Linked DNA regions of Zea mays: region 1 is linked to region 2. The links are chromatin contacts, called in public Hi-C maps. All regions are on one chromosome and are shown on one strand. The core of a region is the stretch at or near the end of the contact, and the rest is flanking DNA. Distances in the headings are between cores, read along the strand shown.

Region 1 (5,913 bases), core at 658-3,157, 140 kb after region 2:
CAGCAGCTCCTGCCGCTGCAACGTGCGTCCGTGCAGTGCAGGCCCAGCCCATCTCTCTTGCCTTCTCTCTCTAAATAAATGCACCGCTACCAAACTACTGTACCATTGCTAGCATCTTACTATAATCCTACTACTAGCAGCTAACCCTCCATTAGAATTGATTAAACATCAGCTGCTGCTAACAACACTCCATTACTATCCTATCTTACCAGTACAATCATAGCAGCTAATTAACCCGCCATTGGTAGCATCGCATTACCAGGCAGGCTGACACGATGGCAAGCATGCACAAGAACGCAGTTTCTTCTTATCTCTCTGGACTGACTGGAGTACTACAGCTACGTACGTACAGTATGTATCTTGATTCATAATGATGATCATATAGCAGTAATTAATGGCAGCACCAGTGGCGACATCACCAGTAAAACAAGCACCTAGAACAACACATCAGCACTCTCTCTAATCCTGTCCGCCCGCCCGCCGGGGCTACTCGTAGCCGGCGGCGCTGTGGAGATCCGTCATGGAGAAGGACCTCGGGGACCGAAACGACCCGTTCCGCGCCATCTGGCCGGCGGCGGCGACGTGCACGCTCAGCCGCGGGGACGGGAACGTGGGCGGCCTCCTCCTGCCCCTGAGCCCGCCGCCGTCACCATGCTCCTCATCCTCCTCGTCCTCCTCCTCGTCGTCCGCGCCCTCCTCGTCGTCCTCCTCCACCACGGCGTGGTCCGGGGCCAGCAGCGGCGGCAGGTACGCGGCGGCCAGCGCGCTGCACGACGCCCGCCGCCGCGACCACGCCTGCAGCACGCGCCGCCGCTTGTTGAACGGGTTCTCCGGCTTGGCGATCTCCCTGGCGGCCGCCGCCGCCGCGGCCTCCGCCAGGCTCGTGAACGACTTGGACTTGCCCGCGTAGAAGCTGGACAGGCCCCGCCTGCGGTGGAAGAGATTCTCTGTCACTATGCAATGATGAACAGGAAACGGCACGCATGCAAACTTTTGACCACATGAACATGGGCGTTGGATTCGGTGGTGCCGTGGGCGGCACAATTTCTCTCCTCTGCTGGTACTACTAGTACCTCGGATGGGGAAAAAGAACGGTGTTCTCTTCTGAGCAACTCTTGGAGTTCATTATTGGCTAGAGTACTCTAGTGGGATGGGATCTAAACCAGCAGTGTTCTATAATCTCGACATAAAGAAGATCATTTTTTTGCAGCAAAAAAAAATCGGATTTTTTATCCAAAGAACATGTCATCTCCAGCAGTGGTTTTGCATGAGCAATTTCTACTGAAATAGAAGCAACAAAACCACAGGAGAAGAAGAAGCAGGGGGGATTAGCAGCTTACTTGGAGGGCAGGGCATCATCCAAGGATTCGAGCGTGGCCAGCCCCATCATGCCAAGCCCCTGCGCCTTACTCTCAACCTCATCCTCCTCCTCCTCTTCCTCCTTGTCGGACGCGGAGTTCTCCCCGATGGAGGAGGAGCTGTCGGACGACGCCGCCCCGATCGACGAGGCCTCCGACACCGCCTCCGCCTCCTCGTCTTCCTCGTCCTCATCCTCTCTCCTCGCCGCCGCCTCATCGCCATGCTCTTCCTCCTCCTCTTCTTGGACCAAGTACCCGTTGGCGCTCCGCATCATCCTGTCCGCCTCGTCCGGATCCGGCTTGCCGCTCCCCGACCGCCGGAATCCGCCGTGCGCCGGCCGCGCCACCGCCGTGGACATGCCCGCGACCCAACCAACCAACCAACCTAAGGACGAATCCGACGACCCGGCCGGCAGACGCAGAGCCTCCGCCGCGGCGTGCCTCGGACCGGTCGGCAGGCACGCAGGAGGAGTCGAGGAGAGCAGCGGAGCGAGCACGAGCAGGCAGGAAATCTCGGTGCGCGGGCAAGCGAGAGCGGCGAGGAAGGGAAAGGTGGGAGGGAGACAGGATAAGGAGCTGGACCCCTGCCCCGCAGTTGGAATTGTATAGTCGACGGGAGGGAGAGAGAGAGAGAGGTGCAGTGCATCTGGTGGGGTGGACGAGGTGGCCGGTCCCTGTCGGTCGCTGCCGCGTGGGCCCGCTAGCCCCCCGCGTCCCGCTCTGTGGGCTCGGCCCAGGAAGGAGGGAAAAGGAAAACCAGCAGCGGCAGCAGGCCGGCCTGTATTTTCCTTCCTATATATACGTATAGTAGTACGGTGCCTGTGCCACATGCTCGGCAAACGATGTACGTACAGTATACGCTCGTGGCGTGGCGTGGCTGGTCCGGTCCTCGTCTGTTCCGCGGAGGAGGATGAGGAACAGGCGGCGGCGGCACGCGCGCGCTGGAGCGATCGCTTTCAGGATTCTGCTAGGTCTGGCTACTTTGGGGCGAGACGGACGGACGAAGTGAGAGAGAGAGAGAGGCGCTCCCCGCGAGGTTTTGCCCGCCAGGACGGTGACGGCGGCGTTTTCACTTCATGCATGGATAATAAAAAGCCCTGGCTGATTTTCCTATATATCCGCAGCAGTACGAAAGTAAAATATTGATTAATGTTTGTTGTTCCTACATGATCCAGACACACTGAACGGATGATTACAAGATCTGCCGCCGCAAACCCGAACTGACTGTATTTATTTAGTAGCCGCTGATTTTGGCAGCCCCGACCTAGTCTAGCGCGCGGGATAAAATCAAATTTAAGGGTTAGTTTGGGAACACCGTATTTTTCAAGGGATTTCAATTTTTCCAAAAAAAATAAAACTAATTTTTTTGTTAAAATGAAAATCCCTTAGAAAAATGAGATTCCCAAATTAACACAAACAAAAAAAATTGTGAATGCCTTAACAACTAATGGAGATTTGCTAAGTCATTCCGTACTGGCAATATAATGACCCAGAAATTAACGAAGCAGCAGCGACGAAACAACCGTCTGACGCTTTTCTTTTCTTTTTCCTTTCCTTTCCGGCCGGCCGACTAGGACCGACAGACCTGCAGAGTGGACTTTGCCACTAGCTATCTAGCTAGGCAGCTAGCTTAACAAATCGTCATGTCCAAAGCATGCTTTGGCTGCGGACCTACTAGTATTCGTAGTAATAATCACACTAACTATGTGTACGGAGAATACTTGAGAAAAGCAACTAGGCGAGACCGACATGGACGGGTCAGATCTACCAGGCAGCCCGTGGCACAACATGATTTTAGCCCATCACAGACGCACGTCTTTATCCCAAATGCATTTGCAAATAAATTATAATATACATGATGTACTAGTTAGTGTTTGGATGGAGGGACAAGTAATAATGAAGAGAGATAGGATAGAATCATTCTAACTTGACCTACATTTGGTTTAGATGTCTAGAGTTAAGGTCAAAAAATATTTTTAAAAAATATTGAATGGTATCATCCTTCAAAAAATAAGAGACTGGATCAGCCCAGGATCAGTTGATCGTGTCCCATCCCTCGTTGACAACGAACAAAGTCATTTAGACAATCATGCAACGAGTTAAATTAAACCGGTCGGTGCAGAGTTCGCTACTCTAATAGCTAGTTTGGAAACTCAAATCTCCTTATGGATTGAAGAGAAAATTATATTAGTTCATTTCCACCTTAAATCCCCTCTAGGGCATGTTCGGTTATACTAATCCTAAGGGGATCTGAGGTTTCCAAAATAGCTCTAGTTGTTATATATATCACGCGTTGGTAGCACAACGTAAACGTGCATGCATGTTAGGGGTCGGCTAAATGTTGGCACGGAGATCTGGAAGAGAATCCCCCGCCTTGACTACGTACATGACTACACTGATCGACGCTGGACGGATGGATGAGGTCGATACGGCAAAGTATGCTGCGCACCATATTATACTTTATACATGTAGAGTCAAACGCTACAGACGGCAAAGGTAAAGCTAACCGGCGGTGGCTATATATAATAAACTCGACCATCATCACAATGCAATCATATGCATGCATGTATTGGGCTATTGGCCAAGAAGAGATATTCTAAGCATCTCGTGTTCTTAATGCTGCAATGAGCTAGCTAGCCGGGCCCAAGTAGTAGAGCTGTCCGACAGAGGAAACGAAGAGGATTCATCTATCCCTTTGTGGGGGCAAGGACCATGGACGATCATGATTCTTGAGCAACCACAGTTGACAGATGGATGGTTGGTACTGGTCGTTGATACGAGTACTAGTTTTTTTTTTAAAAAAAAAATTAGGGTTGCGGTTAGAACCGCGCAGAACAGCGCGAAACCTTTCTAGCTCCCTCGTGTGCGCGTAGTCGATCGGACAGAGAAAAAGGTTGGTGATGCAAAAGGCGCAGAGGAGTTGCATGCCCACTGAACAATGGTTATATATTTATATATAAGAACCACCATGCATGCAGCATGTTAGCTCTCCTACCTGTCAGTTTGGATCCTGGAAACCCATGGATTGTTTAAATTAATAGACTATCTTCAGCATCTTAATCATCCACATACTCATATTCAAACTTTACTCTATAAAAAGTACAGTCTACAGTATAGAACAATACAAAACATCTTTTTTTGTTAAACTATAAATAAACTGGTGCGGCTTTATGATCTGTTGTACATACATCCAAAAAAGGACAAGTGAGAGCTTGTATATATATGGACAGTAGTAGCACAAAGGCTCCTGCCTCCTAGTCCTAGTGCCACTTCTTCTCACGACTAGTAGTAGGTAGCCCAGTACATGCAGCCACGACGTTAACGTAGCCCATCCCAGCCGCGACGACAACTGGGCCGGGCGGGGCCCAATACCACCGCGCGCATGATGGGCCGCCGATCCGCCGCGGGGCGGGACACGCTTCCCGCCGCACAAGCCACAAGCCAATAATAATTCTTCCCCGACTCACCTCACGTCCTCACCCACCTTCTTGGACCAACCAAAGAAGGGATGTCTGAACCATGTACTGGTGAATGCATGTTCAGAATGAAACTCCCTCCCTTTGCCAAAATATGTGGTGAAGCCCGATAACTCCTTGGACTGTGTACGTGCTGCCAATCAGCACTACATCTTTGTTTACAATGTCAGTCCACAAATCTCAACGCAAGTTAGTTAGGAGTATAGTACAATGCCAATCGACATTACAGCCTGTTTTACCTGCCTTGCTTCTGTTACTCTAAAGATAGCTTCTCACGGCATTTGGTACCGTCGTTTAGAATTATTATAATAATAATAATACTCCTATACACCAGCTGTATACATCTTCTTCTTTTTTTTTAAAAAAAAGACAATTTAATTATTCTGCACCGAGCCTTTAACACGAGCAAAGTGCAAAGCCGAGGGTTGTAATAAAGCCGGGCCCACAGAAAAAGTCGACCAAAGCGGTTTATCTGCTGCCTCTCTTTCGCTTCCTCTCTCTCTCTCTCTCTATAGACGACGACAAGTATTTAACAGCCTCGGCGCGGCCGCCTTGCATTCTTCGCGTTTGTCCGCCAGCCCCTCCCTCGTTCGTTCCACTTCCACCTCCTCCCTCGCATCGCATCGCACCCGCCGCCCGTGATCTCCCGCGCGCCTACCTACGGCGGCCAGATGAGCTCCGCGGCGGCCGACGCCCTGCCGCCGGCGCTGCCGCCGATCAGGACCACGGCGGAGCCCGTGGCCTCGCCCTCGCCTCCAGCGGAGAAGGGGGCGCAGGAGCAGGAGCAGGAGCAGGAGGCGGAGCCCACGACGCCGACGTCGGAGGAGAGCCGGCTTCGGGCGCCGGCCGAGTGCCCTCCGGCGCCGCGGAAGCCGGCGTGGGCGCCTCCGCGGCCGCCGCCGGTGCCACCAACGCCCGCCAAGCGCAGGCTCCCGTCTTCCGCTGCGCCGTCGGCGTCGGCGTCGCCGCGCCGCGCCTTCTACCCCGTCGCCCGCGACCTCGCCGCCGTGTTCCGCGCCCTGCCGCCCAAGAAGAGGATCCGCGCGGGCTGACGGCCAGTTGCGTGCCTTGCGCACTTG
Region 2 (5,906 bases), core at 2,872-5,371:
GGCAAGTCATTAGCAAAATCTTTTACTACTTCGCAATATTTGTTTATCTAAGTTGAGCAGGTTCAAACTTGTTCAGTTGTGAACAAAATCAACTGAACCGGTTTGCACCAGTGCAACTTTAATTTAACCTTTCTCGAAGTTTTTAGTGAAAAATTTCAGGTGTAGCCTATTCACCCCCCCTAGGCTACTTTCAATAACTTTGCGAGTTTATAAAGAAAGCAATAAATATTGTTTATTTCCTCTCTTCTCTTCTCTCCTCTCCTCTCCTCTCCTCTCTATGCCATATTACTGCTTTTAAACTAAGGCGACACTGCTAGAGGCACTATTATATGTCAAGTTCATATATTAAGAATTTGAACTCTAGCCTATTGATGATGATAATTGTTCATTGTCTGAAATTCCTCTATCTGACCTCTATGTATGTCTGAAATTCCTAAACAACATTATGTCCATGTTTGTGTGTTAATATTTTTTGGTCATTATGTCATGAGTTTGTGTTAATAATCTGAATACTAAAGCATGTGGTAGGCACCATTATGTCTAAAATTCCTATACACATTGCTTATGATTGTTTGAGGATTACACCTGTCTTGAGTTTTTATATTAATAATCTGAATAGTAAGGTTCGTTGTACCTTGTAACACTTGAGTTTAGTTGTTGGCTCTGAACTTTGAGTTTTTTTTTACCAAATACAACATCAGATGTAATTTTACTACTGTGATTAAGTTGTATCACATATTCACAGTAGTATTAATGTGTTCTTCAAGCAAGTCAATTACAGTGAGCTTTTAGTCATGAATTTACAGTAGTCTATGAAAGATCATTCTTGAATTTTTGCCTTTAAATTGTCTTGTTAAATTTTGTATACTACACTACTAGGTGAGTGCTCGTGCGTCACAGGCCCGAGTTTCTCTTCAACGTCATCCCGACGGCTCGTGGATGTCGTCCTCCATCTCATAACAGTATAACACACATTTGTATATATAAGTTATCGAGCTATTATATGATCCCGTTGCAACGCACGGGCACTGAGCTAGTTATCCGTGAAGGAGAGACCACGACACAGCCCGGCGTAGCAGAGTTGAAATAGACGATGTAATAAGATGAGATGCTTGTGGACCGTCTAACACAATAAATCATTTTAACGTTATAAGACTGTCTCTAATAGATCGTGTATATGGTCACATAAAATAAAATTAGATATAGAAAATATGATAGATAAGGATACAGGCTAATTAAGCTAGGTTGAAACTGTGTAGGCCGAGGGAGAGAATGCTTTTTTTATCTATTTGGAAGACCAGCTAGCAGCCGTCCTCTAATGCATCAGTGTGCCGCCAAGGTAGTCATTATTTATCGGGACGGTAGGGAAGAAACGGTTGGCATAGGATAATTAGTTAATTACTCCACTGCTCCTGGTCCTGCGTTTGTTTGACCAGTTTGGTGAATTATGCGGCGCCGGCGATCGACACGAGGCTTTTTGTTCAGCGGAGGAGCGGCGTACTCCCGGCCACCGCGCACGCACGGCCGAGAACAATGAACAAGAGATAGGAGACACCGCACAAGTGGGGATCTACGTCCTCATCATAATAAATATTTCCTCTATTCTCGAATATTTATCGTTTGTTGTTTTTAACTAAAATATGATAAATAAAAAAACAGAGAAAGTATCACTTATCGAGCCTATAATAAGCACAAACTACTCTATTCAACAAGTCAAGACCCCACTCATAATCGATAAGTAGAGCCCATAACAAACACCAAATACACTCAACGATCTAACACTATTTTAAAGCCATACATCTAGGTGATGGCAAACCACCGAGATTTAAAAAAATCATGCATCTTAGTATAATGGCAAATGCCACTAGATGCAATAACCAAATATAAAATATAGAGATCACTCACTTCGGATGAATCAATACACCTTCCACGAAAAAGAAAAAGCATGTGGTATTTAATTTCTTTAATTCTAGTAAGTTATGGATTTTATGTGGTTGTAATATTTAGACTTCATAAATATATGGTCTAGGGTTGGTCTGACATGGTATGACATGCTTTAGGACTAGATTAGACTATTTTTTGGTTTGGTACGACATAACCCGAAAGTTTTTGGGTTTTCTCGGTCCAAGTCTATTTGGACCGAAGCATGATGGGTTCAGCATAATTTCCAGCACTAATTTGGCACCTATTAGGAGTATCTCTAGCAAATCCTCTATTTCAAACTTCACACCGTAAATGATGTCAAATAGTGTCATCTAGGATATCATATCCCTTGTTTTACACTATCCTCTGAAAGACAGCCTTATGTCACTTGCATTACCATTTTCACAAACATGTCTAAGGTGGAGCTTGCACGCAAACATGTCGTCCTAGGTCCCAACTAATCAACTATGCTATCATATTTCTGTATTAAATTGAACATAAAATTACCTACATTTTTAACCGACTTTGAAGTATGACCATATGCGTAATGAAACACACAACTGGCGTTGTTCAGAGTCTCTAACCTCACTCATACTCTCCATAGATTAATCTGCCGATTTAAATTTTAGATAATAGAAACAAGTTTCAGACTTTTGCACTTCCATACATACAACCTTATGAATAATGACTTATAAGTTCATAAACAACTAAGAAAGGATAAAACATTCAATTGTTTGGAACCATAAATAATTTAAACAGCTTCAATTCTAGCATAGGATCGTCATTGATGATTCGTGAAAATCTCCATAGCCACCACCTCTAAGGATTGACGTGCATTAAGGATTTTTTGTGTGATTTTTCTTTCTCTGCAATAGTTTTCAAAATCGAAAATAATGTGTTTCTCCAGAAAATAACCTACAGAATTGACGGTATGAGTATATGATTAAAAACCATATCATTACGACAGAGCCAAATGGACAGAAACATTGATGTGCCGATTTTAATAAATCTATGGAATGAACGCAACAAACAAGACCCGGTGAAGTATCATTTTTGCAAACTAAAATTCTTATCCGATAATATTACATGGAAAGATGGACGTGCTATAGAGCACCGCGCGCCGCTCCGACCTTGATATTCTTGCTCCCTTCCTCCGTGATGTCCGAGCCTTGTTCACACATACGGAAATAAACCGAGAATTTGCGGGCAAATCCTAGGAGTTCGTTTGTGTTAATACGAAGAGAACAATTTAAAAAGAAATCGAGCACGAACGAACGCGCGCAACGGACGAGAACTGTTGCCACGCCACATCACGTGCAGTGCATGGGGGCGTAGGTGTGGCATACTGGCACGCTGGCTATACCACGCAGCCTAGCCTCGCTACCAGGAGACTGGCGGCCTGTAGTATGCTTTCTGACTGTCATCTTCACACACTCCTCGTCCTCGTCCTCATCCAAAATGTCTCCCTCTATAGTGAATGTGTCAAGGCGATCATCCGGACCGACTGTCGGGAATCTCACCTCCCAACCTGATTTTTGACGAAATTCATTGCAAAAATTGCCCTCTCTCGGTAAGAATAACCAGTTAACCACTACTGGTAGAAGCAAAAGAAGCAAGGAAACCGAATCACAGACAGAGACTGGTTCGCATATTCAATTTGTTTCTAGCTAGCTAGGCCACTGAATCGGCCGTTTTGGCTCGATCGTCATCACAGCAATGTGGGTGTGGCTATCATTATCAAGCAGCAGGTGCAACTCAAGCTTTAGCAAACCGGATGTGCATTAAAATTAAGGATGCGAACGGGTTGGTAGCAGGCCGGGCCGATCGATGAGTTGCGAGTTGCGACTTGCGAGTAAGCACTGCTCTATGTTCACGTCGCCGAAATCAATTATCAAGCTCTCTTGATTGATTTTATCAAATACCTCATACTTCTTCTGAAGGGATCATTGTTTGTTTGATTTTGAAGGGATCGTTGTCTGTTTAATTTTGGACAGACCTTTGAAAATGATTTACCCAAATCTTTCGGGAGAGAAAATAAATAAATAAATAAATAAATAAATAAATAAATAAATAAAAACGAGCCAGGGCCCAACACTAGTCGGTTTTCGCCTAACACTAACAGGCCGGGCCGGCGGGCCCCAGGCCACGATTCCTCATCCAGTTTTTTAAAACTGCTTCCTGCACCTCTGGCCCACCACATCCCGTCGCGTCGCGTCGCGGATTACGGAGGAACCCTCTAGGCTCCGGTTCCGGAAACAGCGGGCGCCATTCCCGGGCGAGGAGGCCGGCCCAGATCCGAGTACGGCGGCGGCGGCTGCGGCGGCGAGATGACTGGTGGCGGCCCGGCCGCGGCGTCGCAGGCGTACGGCGAGGCATGGTACTGGGACGAGCGCTACCGCAAGGAGGCCGGGCCCTTCGACTGGTACCAGAAGTACCCGGCCCTGGCGCCGCTGCTCCGCCTCTACCTCGCGCCGCACCAACGCCTCCTCCTCGTTGGCTGCGGCAACTCCGGTGAGTCGCTCTTTCTTTCGGCCGGCCAGCGGGGTTAGATTGTTTCTCCTTCTTACGGGGAGGGGGATGGAGGGCACCGTGGCCTGGGACCTGGGTGCTCAGCGGCGCTCGTTCATACGTTGTTCTGCCCCTCGTTGTCCGGGTCTCGGCTGCCGCGTGTGTCGCTGAGCGCTGGTGAGTGCGGAGACGGTCAGACGGATGTGCGGTTCGGGTGCGCAATGTAGCCGTCCTGTACAAACCAGAGACTCTTCCCGTTCTCGGATAATTCAGTACTGACCATTTCTATTGGAAGGGTCTGATTGGATGGGGGCATTTGACCACCTGATCATGTATTGATCGAATGAAAACAATGAGCCGGTCCTAGCTCACTCGCGTACGTCCTGTATACAAGTATATTCTTTACCTTCTGTACCGGTGGTCTGTTTTTAAACATGCCAAAGTGAAAGAGGGGACAATGGTACCACTGAGATGCTGGCATTTGGTGTGTGTGATAAGGGTCCCCTGCGCCATTGCTAAGGAATATACAGTGAGAACCCTGACATTTCTGGGAGCCTGGTACCATCCTGTCCCTGTGCCATGACTCTTACGAATTCTGGCAACACTGGCATTTCTGAGCCTGGTACAATCCTGCCCCTGTGCCATGACTGTTATGAATTCTGGCAAGGTCTGGTCACTAGGTGTCTGGTTAATTTAGCAAACTGGGAGTGCAGCTATTGCCGTAGTACTTCAGATCTTTCAAACTTCATGAACCTAGTTTTTTCACCCACATGGCATGAAATTTTGAGGTTTGCTTTCAATATAATACATTTGTTGGCCATACTAATATTAATTAGTTCTATGTATTGGATCTTTTTTATGCACGTGGAACTGAAATGTGAACTTTGGTAAGTGGTATCATTGTAGAGGTACAACCGTACAACAGAGTTCTAACGGTAATAAAAGATGGCACAAAGATGGCACGTGCACATTCATGAAAAACTCATCCTAATTCATTCTAAGCAAAACTGCACTAGTATTATTTTAACACTTAGCTTTAATTTCTGAATGCAGCTAGAGGTTATTGATTGTTTTATTGACTTAGTTCACCCCTCATAGTTGTTCAAGATGAAGTCGAAAGTACAAGTAATATAGGATCAAATGACTTATATCGCCGGAGAATTATTCATCTTAAACCACAGTATTTTTATAAAACCAACTTTGCATTCTTAGCTATGGAGATGGCTGGGTTTGTAGTTAGTGTTTTCTGGGTGGTATATAGTTTATTCTAATAAGAATTGTCGTTCTCACTCCTTTTGAAGCTGCAACGCATGAACTGTTCATCAATTCTTGCTTTGCTTGTGGATTCATATAGTCATTAGTCGCAAGCATGCATAGACGTGCTTTCGTTTGTTAATTTTAATGAGCTATTTAACCACAATATGTAGTCTAGTGGAATTACTTATGTGGTTTATCTTCTTTTGATTATTGCAGTC

The links. A called contact is a pair of places that touch in the nucleus more often than the background predicts.
Region 1: a contact with region 2 is called in a Hi-C map of ear, with 2.1 times the contacts expected there. The contact joins the promoter of LOC100283575 here to the promoter of LOC100194012 in region 2. A contact is called at or near these places in 3 of 25 Hi-C or Micro-C datasets (ear, leaf and tassel).

What each region holds. Positions count from the first base shown.
Region 1 is chr1:195,819,474-195,825,386 of Zm-B73-REFERENCE-NAM-5.0, forward strand. It overlaps LOC100283575, which reads right to left and starts at 1,908. Exons shown (of 2, transcript NM_001371949.1): 1 at 1,341-1,908; 2 at 361-928. The coding sequence starts at 1,717. The coding sequence ends at 487. It overlaps LOC100274798, which reads left to right and starts at 5,395. Exons shown (of 1, transcript NM_001374114.1): 1 at 5,395-5,913. The coding sequence starts at 5,506. The coding sequence ends at 5,886.
Region 2 is chr1:195,675,503-195,681,408 of Zm-B73-REFERENCE-NAM-5.0, forward strand. LOC100194012 reads left to right here and starts at 4,122. Exons shown (of 9, transcript NM_001139075.1): 1 at 4,122-4,434; 2 at 5,905-5,906. The coding sequence starts at 4,251.